Regions from separate parts of the Sus scrofa genome. Here region 2 is linked to region 1. A link is a contact called in public Hi-C data. All regions are on one chromosome and are shown on one strand. Each heading gives the region's core, a stretch centred on a gene start, on an enhancer-like site or on the middle of the called end of the contact. The rest is flanking DNA. Distances are from core to core; before and after follow the strand shown. Region 1 holds the start of MOB3A (MOB kinase activator 3A). Region 2 holds the start of MBD3 (methyl-CpG-binding domain protein 3).

Region 1 (4,693 bases), core at 1,299-3,798:
ACTACAGATGCTGGCTGACAATGATGTCTCAGTGTGGGTTCTGCTCTGGTGGGGGGAGTTGACAATGGGGAAGGAGGTGCATATATGGGGGCAGGGAGTACCTGGGAATTCCCTGAAACTTCCACTCAATTATGCTGTGAGCTTAAAACTTCTCTAAAAAAAGAAGTCTATTAAATATATATATATGTATATATACACACACATACATATATTTAACACATTCACCAATTACCACACACCAAGCACTTGGCCAAATCTTTTGAGTTGCTCATCCCATTTAAGAAATAACTACAGCCACAAATAGGAAGCAGATAATGACAAATTCTATGAAAGCAGGAGTTGGACATATATTTGCACAAAGAATAAGCACTGTGGAAGGCACCAAAATATGATATATGCCTCATGTGTAATTTCTAACTTCTGGGTAGCCATAATGAAAAGTAAAAAATAAACAAGTGACTTTTAACATTGATAAGATATACTATTTAAACCTAGGACACCAAAATAGCATTCCAACATCTAACAAATAGAGAAAACACTAAGGAAATATTTTGCACACACACACGCCATCTTAACACACTGGGTCTCAGAAATCTGGTGTGTACTCTACATGGATGGCACATCTCATTTTGGCACATTCTGGGGACTCACCAGTCATGCAACACTGGAGAGCTCAGCTCCAGAGGGTCTTAAAAGGGGAAAACCCGGAGTTCCCGTCATGGCTCAGAGGTTAAGGAACTCAACTAGTATTCATGAAGACGCAGGTTCGATCCCTGGCCTTGCCCAGGTGGTTAAGGATCCAGCATTGCTGTGAGCTGTGGTGTAAGTCACAGACGCAGCTCAGATTTTGTGTTGCTGTGGCTGTGGTGTAGGCCAACAGCTGCAGCTCCATTTGGACCCCTAGCCTGGGAACCTCCATATGCCGCGAGTGTGGCCCTAAAAAGAAAAAAAAAGGTGGGGTGGAACCCATCTGCTGGAGGACAGGAGCAACAGGGCAGGTGCTGTTTGAGGCAGGCACCAAATTCAGACTCTGGTGAGAAACTGGGTGCCCTAGGGTGTGGGCAGGGGTGGGGCAGCAAAGACTTCCCCTTGCTTCACTTCATGATCAGTACCACAGACACCGACAGGCTACCATAACTTGGGGTGGGGGAGTATGCCCCCAGGCACTCAGGGCTTCCGGAGGCGGCAGTGCTCTGTTCTGACATTGTCCATCCATGGCATCAGTCAGTGCTGAGTCCGTGAAATGGGCTAAAAAGAGCCCCTGAACTTTTATGCTGGGTGGAGAGTGGGATGAAGAAGCGGCTGACAGAGGCCAAGTGTAACAGAAGCAAATCCAAAATCACAAAGTGCAGGCAGGCAGTGGGGTATGAGATACAAATCCCATGCCACAATTTATCCAACTGTATGCTTTGAATGTGTGCAGTTCACTGCAAGTCTACTGAGCCTCTATAAAAAGGTTTAAAAAAAAAAAAAGAAAGAAATCCAAGGGGCAGAAAGCTCCTGTGAATAAATTCTGGGAGACTCTTACCCCCAAATGAGCAGTGGCTCTCTCAGTGGGAGAATCACTGGTCATTTATTTACAAAGAGCCTGTGACTCTGCGTATCTTTCAATCACCTCTCCTTCCCTTTTCAGCGACGTTTTGTAAAATACTCGGCCATTGAAAGCAAATACAAGCCCTATAGCCAGTTCAGAGACAGAGCTGTGGAGTCACCAGGTAGTCAGTGCCGACACCTGCCGCCCAGCCCTTGCCCGCTGCTCAGGGACTCTTGGGACAAGGAAGCCTGCTTGCAGAGGGCAGGTGTCCCAGTGGGCTGGGGGCCCTAAAATTCTGTGGGCTTTCCATCCATCAGGAGGTGGGGTCCTGATCAGCGATACAACCAGGGGTGACCTAAAGTAACATTTGTAACCGCTAATTGGACCAAGGGCCGCCACGGCTCCTGCCCCTCCACCACTGTTCACCCCCCTGAGGGGCCCGGTTGTCTGGTCCTCCGCGGTTGTCCCCCGCCCCTAAGGGCCCGGCCTCCCCGCCGCCCGCGGTCGTACCTCCTGAGGTCGCCCTGCCCGCGGTCGCCCTCTCTGAAGGACCCGGCCTCCCTCGCCTCTACCACCGTTCACCCCTCTGAGGGACCCAGCCTTCACACCGCCCGCGGTCATACCTCCGAGGACCCACCTGCCGCCTGCTGTCCGAAGGATCTGGCCACTCTCGTCGCCAGACTCCGCCCCCGGGGCTCCAATCAGCCTTGCCTCGCCGTCCGCCGCGGAAAAACTCCGCGCACCACTGCCCCGCCCCGGATATACTTCCGCTCCTGTCCAAGGCCTTCCCGGAAGTGGAGCGGAGACTGCCCGCGGGCGGAGCAGCTGAGTGCCCGGAGCGCTGGACCGGGCCTCGAGGTGGGGCCGCCGTGGAAGGAGGAGCTTGAGCGGGCCGAGAACGCCTGCGTGGAGCGCGGTCAGGGGCGGGGCCAATAGAGGGGTGGAGCCCTCTTTGGGAGCTGAGGTTGGTGGGCGTGGCTTGAAAGAGGAGTAGGCGGTGGGAAGTCGCTAGTCAGTTGCGAGGGCGGGCCTACGCCGAGGGGGCGGGAGAGGGCGAGGCTATGTCACAAGAGAGCGGTTGGTTGGTGAGCGATGGGGGCGGGGCACGAGGGCGCCGTTTGTTGGTGCGCGGCAGAGGGGCGTGGCTCGAGGGGCGCCGTCGGTTGGCCGGCGGCGGGCGGCGGGTGGTGGGCGGTGGGCGGTGGGCGCGGGCGGCGGGCGGCGGGCGGTGGGGGCGGGCCATGGCCCTGCTGCTGTGCCTGGGCCTGACAGCTGCGCTGGCCCGAGGCTGCTTGCACTGCCACGGCAACTTCTCAGAGAAGTTCTCCTTCTACCGCCATCACGTGAACCTCAAGTCCTGGTGGGTGGGCGACATCCCTGTGTCGGGTTCGCTGCTCACCGACTGGAGCCAGGACACGATGAAGGAGCTGCATCTGGCCATCCCCGCGGAAATCAGTGAGTACCCCGGCCCTGCCTGCACGCGCTCCACGCCCAACCAGACCCTGGGCCAGGCCTCTCTCACAACTCTCCTCTCACCCCCAGCCCGGGAGAAACTGAACCAAGTGGCAAACGCCGTGTACAAGAGAATGGATCAACTGTACCAGGGAAAGATGTATTTCCCGGGTAAGGGGGCGGCCGCCACAGTGGGAAACCGAGGAACAACCCCGCGGCCCCAGGGCATCTCACGCTGACCCATCCACCTGCCCCTGACCTTCTCCCTCCTGCCTCCCCCCATTAGGGTATTTCCCCAACGAGCTGCGAGCTATCTTCCGGGAGCAGGTGCACCTCATCCAGAATGCCATCATCGAAAGTGAGCAAATAAGGGCTTCGGGGATGGAGGATGCTGCCCAGAGCCTGAGGACCCAGGACCACAGGAGTGTTTGCCTCTTTCTAGGCCTAGGCCCAGGTTCCAGCCAGGGCCTGGCTGAGACTAGAGCCATGTGAATAGGGATCTGGCATGATGCAGCTGGGTGTTGGAACTCAGAAAGGACAGAAAGTGGGGAGAAAGTCTGCTCCCTGGGAGTTCCCGTCGTGGTGCAGCGGAAAGGAACCCGACTAGGAACCATGAGGTTGCGGGTTTGATCCCTGGCCTCGCTCAGTGGGTTAAGGATCCGGCGTTGCTGTGAGCTGTGACGTAGGTTGCAGACTCGGCTAGGATCCTGCATTGCTGTGGCTTAGGCCAGTGGCTACAGCTCCAATTCGACCCCTGGCCTGGGAACCTCCATATGCTGCCCTAAAAAAACCCCCCAAAAACACAAAAACCAAAAACCAAAAAAGTTTCCTCTCTGAGGGGGGACACTCTCATCTAGTGGACACCAATAGGACACCTGGAAGGATAAATTTTGACCTGTCCCTATCATCTCCCCTAGCCAGTCCCTGGAGGCCTGAGTATTGCTACTGCCCTTCCCCATGGTTTGCTTCACCCCAGGCTGGGGCCATGGACACTCCTGAGCCTTGGGCAGCCTGGGAAGGTGGGCTGGATGGGGAGGACAGTCTAGGCCTGCTAAGAAGATACCATCTGTGCTCTCACCCTTTCACAGGCCGCATCGACTGTCAGCGTCACTGTGGTGAGCCTCTGTCCAGGTTGTGGGGTGCAGCAGCAGCAGCATGGGGCCCCAGAGGCTGAGGGTGAGGGGACCTTCGGCTGCCTCTGGTCTATTGCAGGCATCTTCCAGTACGAGACCATCTCCTGCACCAACTGCACAGACTCACATGTTGTCTGCTTTGGCTACAACTGCGAGTAAGGCTCAGAATCACACACCTGCCTGTGTGCCCACCGCCCCCGCCCCAGCCACAGGGTCCAAGGGTCTCCCTGGAGTGGGCCCCTCCATCACCTGGGTGGGGGGAATGGAAGCTCCCCCCAGCTGGCCCCTCCATGTCCTGTGTGCCGGCAGGTCGTCGGTGCAGTGGGAGACAGCAGTGCAGGGCCTCCTCCAGTACATGTGAGTCAGGGGAGCTGGGCTTAGGGTGGGGACCCCAGTCAAGGCCACTTGGCCCCTGACTCCAAACCTGCTGTTGTTGCAGAAATAAGTGGCACAAGTAAGTTTCCCCTTTCCAAACCTGAGTTTGATCACAGGCAGTGGGGCACGTGTGCCCTCTCCGGTGAGTATGTGCCTGGCTGAGGCCACACCTGATGCCAGGGACCCAGATTCTTTCTCC
Region 2 (4,562 bases), core at 1,694-4,193, 440 kb before region 1:
GCTCTGGGCTGAGTCGGGACCCCTGAAGCACTGGAGCCGTTAGAACCTGCTGGGCTGGTACCTGGCAGGCCAAGAACATGGAAGCCAGTGCCTAGCATGGACACAAGGCTGAAGGAGGTATAGTAAGTGTGGTATCGCCAAAGTGAGACCCAAACAGCAATCTGCAGCTGGTTACAGCATCCTGCTGAGCACCTTCTGCTCTCCTAAGCAGATTTCTGCCTTTGAAAGTCCTATTCCACACATCCAAAAAATGACTACCCCAGTCAAGGCACTAACTTCCCAAGAGCCCTTAACTTTTGCCTGATAGACACTGTCAGGCAATGAGGCTGCTTCATTCAGTGGCCCCCTCCCCACCTCCTGGTGCCAAGTCAGAGGGCTCTGTGGGGACACCTCCATAGGATGGTCTGTGAGGTCACCCTACCTTACCTGCCTGTATGACAATCTTGCAAAGAGCATCCTTGCTCCCTCCCACTCTCTGGACCAGAAAAATCACAGGTTCCACATCCCTAGGGGCAGGGCTAGGATCCAAAGATAGGGCTGTCCCACTCAGGGCCCCTGAGATCTGCCTTCCCTCTGCATTAAGAGAACCAAGAAAATCCCTGTGCTCCTGCCCAGTTGCCTGACTCAGCAGTGGCTCCAGCAGGTGGTGGGAAGGCCAAGGACCCACATTCCAGAAAACACCACAGGTTCCCTATCACATACTCCCCAGATCACCTACCTGCCAGGGCTGGGAGAGCAATGGACCTGTCGCAACCACCCCCCTATAGGCCCTCACCTCCCACTGGACTGAGATCCATCCTGTCCAGCCTCAGTCTGAAGCTCTTCCTACCACCAGACCCCAGTGCTCAGGACAGGGCCTTGCAGTGGGATCCCACTGGCTAAGGCCCTGAGAGGCTCTAGCAGGCGGGGACGAGAAGTGGGTGATGATGGTCTGGGGCCCTCTAGCCATGCTGGCCTTGGTTCAGTGTCCAATCCTCTGCACAGGCTGTCTGCACTCCCTGGACCACTCTTCCCAGCTCCTTGGCCAGGGCTCAGCTCTGTGTCACTTCCTCAGACAAGCACTCCCTGACTGGCCCTCGCTCAAGCAGGCATCCGCATCATCTGTCCCTCACAGATCCTGCATCTCTGTGTACGTCATCACATGTAACTTCGAAAGGAATGGGGTGATGGCTGGGGCACCAGCTGTCACCCAGGAGGGGAGGGCCTGGGTCTCACTCCCAGAAAAAAGACTGGGACAGGCCCCCAGCAGGTGCTGAAAAGACATCCATTAAATTAACAAAGGACTAGAAGCTGAGACTTGCCTTGGTTTTTAGATCTAAAAGGAAGTGAGCAACAAACATGATCGGAATTAAATGAGCAGGTGGGTCCTGGCCTGAGGCCTCTTCACAGACTACCAAACTACAGCACTGTAGAACTACAGGACTACAGAAGTAGGATTCAGGTTTTCTAAAGAGCCAGCAATGGAGTGATCTCACAGTGGCAGTAAAGGGGGACACACATACACCTCTAAGAAATGCTTAATTCCACCATCTCATGCCTGAAGTTATGGGATCCCAGCCAAATACGGCTCACACTGGGGGATGTCAGTCTTGTTTCCCCTTTCAGAAACTAGAACCTGAACTTGTTCTGAACAAGGTGCCATCACATCCTTACTTACTCCCCTCCAAAAGGGGTTAGCAAGGCCAGGACCTGCTGCACAACCCCATCACTGGGCAGGCATTCAACACGTGGCAGGTGTCCTGCCTGCCTTCCTTTCTCCAGAGTCCTGAAGCAAAGGGGAGTGAGCCATCAAAGCTGGCTCAGACACAAAACCATCTTCCACCAGTCAGGAGAAAAAAAAGGAAGAAGGCAAACAGCAGGTGGCCGACGGTCTGGGGCTGGGTTTCCAGTCGCCTACTAATTGTTTGTGGAGAAGGATCCTTGTCACTTTTCCAAAGCCAAGGGCAGCCCCCCTTTCAATTTGGGTGAGAAGAGCCCACAAATCTCATATCCCCCATCTGGCGGCTGGAGGGGCCAAAACCCAAGGGGGGCGCTGATCTTGAAACGCACCCAAGGATGGGGGAGGGGTGGCTCTTAAAAGACATGCTGTGGAGTTTAGGCCACCCTGGGAAGGGCTCAGGAAACTGCATCTAAGTTAGCCCTCTCCCTAGACCTCCAGGTCGAACGCTGCTCCCCGAACCCCTGGCTCGCCACCCGCCTCGGTGTGCACACCGCCCCTGGAGCGCCCCACGCGGATCAAAGGGACAGCCCAGCCCCCACCCCCGCCTCCCAGCGGCGTCTGGCCCGGGCCAGGGGGCCCCTCGCCCAGCCGGCCGCTTCCCCGCGGCGGCCAAACAAAGGCCGCCAGCAGCCGGGGACCTGTCCCAGAGCCATGCGGCCATGCTGCGAGAGCACGCACACGAGCAGGGGCCCTGGCGGGCACGCACGCGCACTGGGCTCGGCCCCGGCGGGCACGCACGCGCATGGGGCCAGGCGCCTGCCGCGCGCCAGCACGCACGCACGCACGCACAACGCACGCGCGGGGCCCAGGCCGCGGCCCGGGTCGGGGCACCCAGGCCGCCGCAGAGGCCGCTGGGAGGCGCCCGTTGGGGCCCTGCCCGGCCGGCACGTTCATTCACCTATAGTAAAAGACATCCCTGTGGCCGGCCGACAGCCCCGACCTTCTGGGCACTTCTTCCCTCTCCCAGCCCTGCGGGAGCGCCGGGCACTCCCACCTCTTCCGCTCCATCGCGCCCGCCTCCTCGGCTCGCCGCCGTCGCTGCCCGGACCCCCGCGCACTGCCGCCGTCTCAGCTGCCTCCACCGATGCCGCCGCCACTTGCCGCGGCTGTTCCGGCCCTCAGGCCCCCACCCTCCGCCCCCAGCCGGGCGCGCGCCGGCTTTGCCGCCCTCTCGGCCCCCTCCCCGCGCTCGCCAGCCCCCGCTCGGGGGGCCCGCTCCGCCCACCCGCCCGCGCGCGGGGCCCCGTGCTGCGCAGGCGCCGCCCCGCCTGCGACCGCCGGCTCCGCCCTATGGCAGCGGCGCCAATCATAGTGCGGCCTGTAGGCGGGGCCTGCGGCGGCGCGAGGCTTGTCCGTCTCGCGCCTGCGCCCTGGGCTGCCCTCGAGCAGCGCGCTGTCACAGCGGGGTTAGCAGTTACAAGCCACAGTCTCTCTTCTGCGACCCTCCTTTCCTCCACAGCTCCGCTTGTCTCCGAGGATCCCCTTCCAGGGCTGGACCGCCACCCCTCCACCCTGGCAACTACGTCTTGGGGGCCTTATCGGTGATCACCCACCTCCACATTCCAAGACCCACCGAACGCTTCAGCGACACCTTAGGATCCAGAAATCAGTACTCCTTTCTCCTCGCCTCCACTTTAGTCTAGCCGCCTTCAGTCTCCTGGGGGTCCAATATCTTCCTTGGGAATCTCCCGCCCCCTTTGTGTCCCCTCCTCCTTCCTCAGTCCCTCCTCTGGCTGCGCTTCTACCCCTGGGCGGAGTTCGGCCGGCCCAGACCCGGTGATAAAAAGATTGCTGAGTGGCCGCAGCTGTGGCCAGTGGCATCTAGTCCCTGGGTGAGTGAGGAAGCGCGGGTGGGAAGGTGCCACCAAGGGAAGCTGGAGCTCTACTGCTGGTCTCTTCCCAGCCCTGAGCCCCTGCGTTCTTTGCTCGAGTTGGTGTAAAACGGAAGCCCATGGCAGGCAGGGGTAACTTGTTTGTTTTAAAGTTCTCAGGTAAGTGCAACTTCTTAATTCTCAATTCCTTACATCCTTTAATCTTTTGGGTTTCTCAAGGGGTAGCTGGGCTGCGGTCTCACAGATAAAGGGCAAAGTGGCCAGACAAGCACCTTGGACTTTGGGTGGTCACCATATGACAAAGCTGGTTTGGGGCACTGGATTCCTGTGTGCAGAGTTCAGGCTCAAACCCAGGCTTCCAGGACCCTGGCCTCCCATGGAGGGCAGTGCTGGTAACTTTTTTATTTATTTATTAAAAAAATTTTTTTTTGCTTTTTAGGGCTGCACCTGTGGCATATGGATGTTCTCAGGCTAGGGGCGAATCAGAGCTGCAGCTGCCAGCCTACGTCACAGCAACACAAGATCTGAGCTGCTTTTACGACCTACACCACAGCTCGTGGCAATGCTGGATCGTGAACCCACTGAGCGAGGCCAGGGATGGAACCTGCAACCCCATGGACACTATTTGGGTTCATTACAGCTGAGCCACAACGGGAATTCCATCGTGCTGGTAACTGTGGTATGTGTTTTCTTCCACACTCCCCCCACCCCCAACCCTGCCCCTCTGTTGCATGCAGAAGTTCCCTGGCCAGGTTTCAGACCCAAGCCGCATTAGTGACAATGCTGGATCCTTAAGCCAGTGAGCCACTGGGGAACTCACCCTTCCTTCCTTCTTCCATACCCATGGCATATGGAACTTCCCTGGCTAGGGATCGAGTCCAAGCCGCATCCGTTGGAGATGCTCCAGGTTGGAGATTGAACTGGCAACACCACAGAGACAAGCTGGATTGTTAACCCACTGTGCCACAGCAGAAACTCCCTATTTCTTAATTTAAAAATCACAGCTACAC

What was found. A called contact is a pair of places that touch in the nucleus more often than the background predicts.
Region 2: a contact with region 1 is called in a Hi-C map of heart right ventricle, with 4 times the contacts expected there. The contact joins the promoter of MBD3 here to the promoter of MOB3A in region 1. A contact is called at or near these places in 2 of 5 promoter capture datasets (fetal liver and fetal skeletal muscle) and 1 of 47 Hi-C or Micro-C datasets (heart right ventricle).

What each region holds. Positions count from the first base shown.
Region 1 is chr2:76,473,252-76,477,944 of Sscrofa11.1, reverse strand. MOB3A (MOB kinase activator 3A) reads right to left here and starts at 2,548. Exons shown (of 5, transcript XM_021084201.1): 1 at 2,172-2,548. It overlaps IZUMO4 (izumo sperm-egg fusion protein 4), which reads left to right and starts at 2,718. Exons shown (of 10, transcript XM_003123021.2): 1 at 2,718-2,989; 2 at 3,077-3,157; 3 at 3,273-3,344; 4 at 4,075-4,101; 5 at 4,199-4,274; 6 at 4,429-4,476; 7 at 4,559-4,573. The coding sequence starts at 2,776.
Region 2 is chr2:76,912,261-76,916,822 of Sscrofa11.1, reverse strand. MBD3 (methyl-CpG-binding domain protein 3) reads right to left here and starts at 2,943. Exons shown (of 7, transcript XM_003122994.4): 1 at 2,715-2,943. The coding sequence starts at 2,728.